2 separate regions of the Rattus norvegicus genome follow, and region 1 is linked to region 2. Evidence: chromatin contacts called from public Hi-C data. All regions are on one chromosome and are shown on one strand. The core of a region is the stretch at or near the end of the contact, and the rest is flanking DNA. Distances in the headings are between cores, read along the strand shown. Region 1 holds the start of Morn2 (MORN repeat containing 2). Region 2 overlaps Arhgef33 (Rho guanine nucleotide exchange factor 33).

Region 1 (3,754 bases), core at 794-3,293, 110 kb before region 2:
ATGTGGAAGTGTAAGCTGAATAAACCCTTTCCTCCCCAACTTGCTTCTTGGTCATGATGTTTTGTGCAGGAATAGAGACCCTGACTGAGGGCTGAAGAGATGGCTCAGTGGTTAAGAGCACTGACCGCTCTTCCAGGGGTCCTGAGTTCAATTCCCAGTAACCACATGATAGTTCACAACCATCTGTAATGGGATCCAATGCCTTCTTCTGGTGTGTCTGAAGACAGTGAGAGTGCACTCACATACAAAAAATAAATCTTTTAAAAAAAGAAAACCCTGACTAAGACAGATACTTTTTCTCCTTGGTGAGTAGAAACCCCCCACCCCCCCAATGGCCAAACACCATATAGAAATCAAATAAAACACAAATAATGTTCTCTTTCAATTTAAGATTTAAAACTTGTCAGGCAATGGTGACATAGCCCTTTAGTCCCAACACTCCAGAGGCAGACAGATCTGTGAGTTGGAAGCCAATCTGGTCTACAGAGTGAGTTCCAAGCCAGTCAGGGTTACACAGAGAAAACTCTGTCTTAGAAAACAAAACCAAAACCAACCAACCAACCAAACAACAACAACAACAACAACAACAACAACAACATCTGATTATTTCAACTTCTCTCTAACCCCAGATCCTCATTAGATAAGAACAGAAGTCCAAACTACAAGTTCTCTAAAGACAGCAGGATATACACACACTCACAAAACCATAATGACATTAAATGATTAACATGTGACTGAAGAAATAGCACAAATTAAGTTCTCTAATGCTGTGCATCAATAATTACACACACACACACACACACACACACACACACACACACACACACACATCTCCTTCCCTCTCCTTTTCCCCCTCCCCCTCTGTCTTTCCAGACAGGGTTTCTCTGTGTAGCCCTGGCTGTCCTGGAACTCCTTTGTAGACCAGGCTGGACTCGAATTTATAGAGAGTCATCTGTCTCTGCCTTCAAAGGCATGCACTACCACGCCCTGCTGCATATCGTGTTTTTGTTTGTTTGTTTGAATGTAGGAAGAAAGGAAAACATACATCAAACATCTCACCACCCAAACCACCCAGCCGAGGTCAATTCATGGTTGAAAGAAAGGCAAGAAGATTCTGTACTGATTTTAAAACAGGTTGCCTCACACCAACACAGAAAAGGTTACATTTTCAACTTGAGCTGTGATTTTCACACAAAAATTTGAAACAAGATTATTGTATGCCGATTACAGCGGCATGCGATACCAAGTTCCCCAGATACCACATTCCCCAGACGTTTACTGTAGAATACAAATTAGACTGTATAATCCACAGGGGAGAATTCCACTATCTATCTAGCCTGCGAAGATTTCATCTTCTTCACCGTAGACACTGGATCTAAGTTTGGCTCTAAAAGGATCCTTTGTTTCACATCCAAGTTTGGCTCCCACGTCCAGCATCATCAAGCTGAGGTGATGAAAATGAACCCACTCCGCTTGCCTCCCAGGCAAACCTCTGACTACTATACATCACGCGGCTCCATTCAGATATCTAGTCATGCAAAGTTCCTTTCTTCAACATTCATCTTCTCCAACCCTCTCCCCAAATAGCCCCTCGGGTCGACACAGGGCCACAGACAGGAAACGGGGCTGGGGGCCCTTCCTATCCAACCCTGCTCGGAGCCTCGGGCGTGGACGACCTCGACTGCAGATCCCGGGGTCCCCAGGATCCTGTTGGTCCCGGTTCACTGGCCCGGAGCTGACAGACAGGACCATCGGGGCAGGACGGTCCTCGGATGTGAGCTCTGGAGAAGGGAGGCGGCAGGCAGGCCTGGCAACCTTGAACCCGCGCGGCCCCGCACACGCCACGTTAGGCCGTACCTGGCTCGTAGCGTCGCTGGCCTCAGAGCTCAGGAGGCGGCACCCAGGGTCGGGGTCCGGGCTGGGTTCGGCCTCCTTCTTGGACCTCACCCGCAGCAGCTGCCCCGCCCAGGCGTCTTCCGATTGGCCCCTTGCATGTTTGCTTCCGGGTGAGAGGTCGCCCGGTCGCCCCAGCAACCGAGGCCCGCTCTGTCCTAGCGCCCAGCTCCCTCCAGCCTGCCGAGCTGGCGAGCCTAGGGGAATCGCTGAGTCGCGAAAGCCTGTCCTACACGTCTCCATCAAGTGAGTGCGCTTCCTCCCAGGCCTCTAGGGAAGGGCGCCTTCACCTGGAGCCGATGGACCGGGAGCCAGCTGCAGCGTTCGCAATGGGGTGGAGGGCAGCGATAGCCCGGTGTCGGGGAATCCGGAGATATGGTCTGGGCCTCCGAGTCTGTCGTTGGTTCGCTGTTATCTCTGGATTTGTTTCCTTTATGGTGCCAGAACAATCGCAGAGATTCTTTCTAACTCACATAATCCAGAGATTTGAATGGGAAAACGTCACCCCTTTATTTAGAGAACATTTTATTAGTAATCGAACTCACACGGATAAGGCTTTACCTCAGTGAAGTAACCCCTGTGCAAATGGAAAAGAAAGTAGGCTTAATGTTTCTAGACCAATATGGCTGCTGATTTCTGTACAACGACAGCTCAACACGGTGAACCCGGGTGCTTCCCCATCCCAAACTTGAAAGCACAAATACAGTTTAAAAAAATTAAAATTAAAGGTGAAAATATCTATATAAATATATTTATAAATATGTATTAAGACAAATAATAGCAGTGTGCTATGCATCAATAACAACAGCTTTTCCAGGTCCTGTAGTCATAGGAACAAAATCGTAGATGTACAGCCTCACCTTAAAAACAAACAAACAAACAAACAGGCAAACACCACCAAACAACCAGAAAACAGGACAGGTCTGTGACCATTAGGGTACCAGCACAATATATATATACGTATATAAGTATATACATATACATATATGTGTGTATGTATGTATGTGTATATTATTTAGCTTTCAAATCATCTAGAAAGAAAACATCCTGAGTAATATTGAAACCATCTTTGATAAAGCTACCAAAGCATATCATGCAGCAGGTGGAAGATATGTTACATTCACATGATCCAGTGCTGCCCCATATTTGTAACACTAGAGGGCACAAAAGGCATTTGAGACTTCTCTCTCCTTTTTCAGCAGAGGGCCCAAACACTGGTGTGACACAGCTCTTTTTTTTTTTTTTTTTTTTTTTTATTTTATTGAGTATTTCTTATATACATTTCGAGTGTTATTCCCTTTCCCGGTTTCCGGGCAAACATCCCCCTCCCCCCTCCCCTTCCTTATGGGTGTTCCCCTCCCCATCCTCCCCCCCATTGCCGCCCTCCCCCCAACAATCTAGTTCACTGGGGGTTCAGTCTTAGCAGGACCCAGGGCTTCCCCTTCCACTGGTGCTCTTACTAGGATATTCATTGCTACCTATGAGGTCAGAGTCCAGGGTCAGTCCATGTATAGTCTTTAGGTAGTGGCTTAGTCCCTGGAAGCTCTGGTTGCTTGGCATTGTTGTACATATGGGGTCTCGAGCCCCTTCAAGCTCTTCCAGTTCTTTCTCTGATTCCTTCAACGGGGGTCCTATTCTCAGTTCAGTGCTGCTGGCATTTGCCTCTGTATTTGCTGTATTCTGGCTGTGTCTCTCAGGAGCGATCTACATCCGGCTCCTGTCAGCCTGCACTTCTTTGCTTCATCCATTTTGACTAATTGGATGGCTGTATATGTATGGGCCACGTGTGGGGCAGGCTCTGAATGGGTGTTCCTTCTGTGTCTGTTTTAATCTTTGCCTCTCTATTCCCTGCCAAGGGTAT
Region 2 (3,876 bases), core at 918-3,417:
AGCTCGTCTGATGCAGTGTGTGGAGGAACTGTTCACTTGCATGGGCTCTGGAACACCGCTTTCATACATCCTAAGTAGGACTCGGACACTGGGTCTCGGTTCCTGAGCTCGTTCTACCCACTCAAGCTCCAAGTTTAAATTAGTGAGAGGGCTTCAGTCTAGTTGCATACGAGATTATTTCTAGAAAGCCTCCTCCCTCTAGGACTTCTGACATGAACAGACTGGAGAAGGTACAGAATGGAATGGATTGTCTAACCAGGAGAAAGAAAGAATGCGTCCCGGACTGGGCACTCAGACGGACTGGGCTAACTACCCATTAGTCTCGGTTTCCTTTGCGGTGGTTGACATAACTGTACTGACTTCTGCATTCTACCAAATGTAGCATCTGTGTGGTTGGCTTCAATAAATCTTTCCTTTAAAAATGAAAACAAGCAAACGCAAGAGTGTGTAATGTAATGTCTAGATTAAGCAAGAGCCCCTGATAACCATTTGAATTTCAGGGCCTTGGTAACCTGTGGACAGTTATTTCATTGAATCAAAAATAGATATTGTTGTGCTTTCTTCCTGCTCCAGTGTCCTACACGGTGACTAACACTGACATAGGCAGTTGTCACAGTAGCCCCCATGAAGCACTAGAGAGATTCTGTGTGTTCACATAAGACGCACATATCTTAAGTTTTGAAATCCAGGGGAGTAAAAATGATTCCAGGTCTAGGAGGCAACTGTTTTACAATGCGAAGCAATTTGGATAGATAAATACTTGAAGACAATTAAAACCAAATCAACCTGTACTTTATCTGTGTGCTGAGATTTTAGGTCCAGTGGATCAGAATACAGGGAAAAAACTAATGAGAACCCCTCAATGGATCCTTCACCCACCAAACAAGATTTCTTCAGAAACCGACTTGCTCTTGCAAATGACCTTGACCAAGGAACAGCTGTGTAAATACATTTACAGTTGTATTGTCGAGTGGTAAGAGGAGGGTAAAAGCTTGTATATATCTCTGTAGGAATATATATATATATATCTCAATGTATAAATCCCTAAGGAAAACTAATATAAATATTTACATATGAAACTAAATCAACATACAAGATACTGAAGAGATGAAGATTAGTGTACGGTTAAGACTTGGCTCTATGAACCTCAACACTTGGGAAAAGGGAAATGAAGACTTTCCACATCATTACAGAAAAGAAAACATACTAAATTTGGAGGAAAATAAATGTTTGTAAGAACAAACCTTGCACCTTGAAGTCATTCCCCAAGTACAGTAATAAGCATGCTCCTTTTTAGCATGGGTGTGATTTTGTGCTTCCTAGGGATTTTAATGCTTAGTTCATGAACTCATCCCACTGTGCTTAGACTAGTACACTCTATGTGAGGGTCCAACTGTGTCTTGCTTCCTATTTTTGCAGAAGGCAGCTATAACATCCTTCACGGCATAGGATTACTAGAACCAAATTTGATGTGTACCAATCAGAGTTCTAAAGAATTTGTCCTTAAACTATGACTTAGAAGCTTCAAAACTTAAAGATACAGTCCTCTCCAACTTATTCTATGGTTATGGAAATCAGTAAAGGGAACAGGGTTGTGGCCAAAAAACAAAGAAATATTTTCTTTGTGTGGGCTGTGTTGGGACTGCAACAGTCGTAGATCCAGTAGCTCTCATGAGTGTTAGACCCACTCAAGCCCGCACAGACCAGGAGCAAAACTGACTCAGCCACATCCTCTTTCAGAGGCTGTGCACCCAGGATCTTGTGCTCAGACACTAAGTTACATCCCCAGCCCCAAGGCTTCCTTTAGTCTAGGCTGACGCTGACCCCAGCACCAGTTCTTTGATGGTCACATTTGCATGGTGGTTACTACCGACACAGGTCAGAATGAAACCTCAGGGATGTACCACTCAAGTCTCCTAGGAGGGAGCAAAGAAGCTTTCATAGCCCCTTTCATAGTAGAAGACTCAGTCCTACTTGAGAGAGGCCTGCCTGGCTCTGGAGTAATCAAGTGGGCTGTTGAACCCAGACACGCCCCAGATGGCCAGCATCCTTTTCCTTAGTAGGCCCCAAACACCAGCTTTGTAACAGGAAGAAACAGAAAGGTTTAAACTACTTGACTCCAGTGGAAGGCAGCTGCTTACACAGTTTCAGTATTCACACTGACTCATTCAGACGGTGCCTCTGTAGGAATGCTCTGTTGGATGCTTTGTTTTTAAGTATGACCACCTTTCTCTTGTCCAGTGATTAAGTGAGAACACACGTACAATTAAATATGGGGAACATGTAAAGGACTACTACCGAATTTTGGGAGTTTCAATATTTAAGTGCTAGCTAAGATTTTCATTTCCTGGGAGTTAACAGACCTCTGAAGTCAGATTTTTATCAGGCTAAAATTGTTCTGGGCAGTGTTTAAAAGTGCAATGCCAAATCAACCGGGCATGAAGAGTTAAACAACTAAACTATGAACAAAAATAAGAATTCTCTTCCTTCCATAACCCACTTGTCATCAAAAGTGGTTATTAGAAAGTTTTAAAATATCACACACCTCTCAGATTTTATTTTGATAGTATACCCCGTCCACACCTGCAGACCACCATGGTACATTATTAAACTAATAGTAATGTTGCCACTCTGGGTCCCTGTTTGCTGTTAGCTGGACACTGAATGAGTGCACATCTACCCACCTCTAAGCACTGCCTCCCACGTCCCTAGCACATTCCTATTCCCAAGCGCACTTGTCTACGCTCTTGTCTATGCTCAGATTCCCGAGACCTCAGTGTCACCGTTTAGGGCCACTCTCTACAGGGCTTCTAGTTTTCTGACTGTCTGCGGTTCTGCATAAACTGATAACTAAACCAGACTCCTCCTTTTGCCAGTAGCCATGCACTTTCCAGCTCAGTCCTGCTTTCTTCACATCCCTGCTTGGATTCTTCTGCTGTGCTGATCAGTAGATCCGGGTTAAGCCCTCATATTCCTGAGGTCCTGTGTGGTGTGACTAGTTCACCTCTTGATATTTGTCTTACCTTCCTACTAAGAAGGCAAGTCCTCTCAAGGGCAAGGCTACGCCTTTTTCTCTTTTTGTGCTCCATAAATCATTTCCACTTTGCGTGTGGTAGAACTTCAGCTTTGTCAGTTCAGTCTCCACATTTTTAAAGGAAAACGCCAATGAGAAAAGTAGTAAGATACAGACGTCTTCAAAATCAGTTAAATAGACCACGCCATTCTCACTAATATTAAACAAACAAACAAACAAAAAACTTCAATTAAAAGAGTGATAGTTCACTCCCTTTTCTCCTGGCATATTTTATAATCTTTCAGGATGGCACTGCAAACTGAAAGGGGAGGTGGGGTCTTTAGTGATGTGTGATACTTGACATAAAACTAGGAACAAAGTCAAGGAGAGACAGTTGCTGTGCGCCTGGCCTCCAGCCCTCTGACCACTGGTGTCTGCAGGAAATGACGCGTGTGATAAGCACCTCAGCAGCGATGCTGATTTGTCTTAGGCCAGGAGGTCCCAGAAGTAACTTTTACAGCCCTGAGGGATCTGCATACAAGTCCAAGCAAGGAGCGGCTAATTTTTCTGCGTTCAGAACTGGATCCTCTGAGGAAGAGGGCTGTGTGGATTACAGGATCCTTTTGCTGAGCTATTCCGTCTTCTAAGTGTTTCGGCTCACCTGAGATCGAAACTAGACCATTAGTGAAACTCCTTCAGTGGAGTTCTGTGGTAGCTGACGGCTTCTCCACCCCCTCTTTCTTATGTCATCTCAGTGATGACACCATGATCCCCAGATTCCCAGAACTGTATCGGTCCCATTAGAGTAGGGTTATTTGGGGTTATAGGATCCACAGAGCTACATTTACGTTTACCTAGATGAG

The links. A called contact is a pair of places that touch in the nucleus more often than the background predicts.
Region 1: a Hi-C map of the A7r5 cell line shows a contact between it and region 2, with 2.1 times the contacts expected there. The contact joins the promoter of Morn2 here to the enhancer-like site in region 2. A contact is called at or near these places in 2 of 12 Hi-C or Micro-C datasets (the A7r5 cell line and kidney).

The regions. Positions count from the first base shown.
Region 1 is chr6:20,475,772-20,479,525 of GRCr8, reverse strand. It overlaps Morn2 (MORN repeat containing 2), which reads left to right and starts at 2,043. Exons shown (of 5, transcript NM_001126086.2): 1 at 2,043-2,139. It also overlaps a transcript of Dhx57 not described here.
Region 2 is chr6:20,368,497-20,372,372 of GRCr8, reverse strand. All of the region lies in intron 17 of Arhgef33 (Rho guanine nucleotide exchange factor 33), which reads left to right. Among named protein-coding and RNA genes, the nearest start is that of Sos1, 84 kb to the right of the region's middle. Within about 2 kb of position 2,167, at least 1 of the 93 cell types and tissues checked has an H3K27ac peak or open chromatin away from gene starts, as enhancers often do. A contact at or near this core is called in the A7r5 cell line, where this site is marked.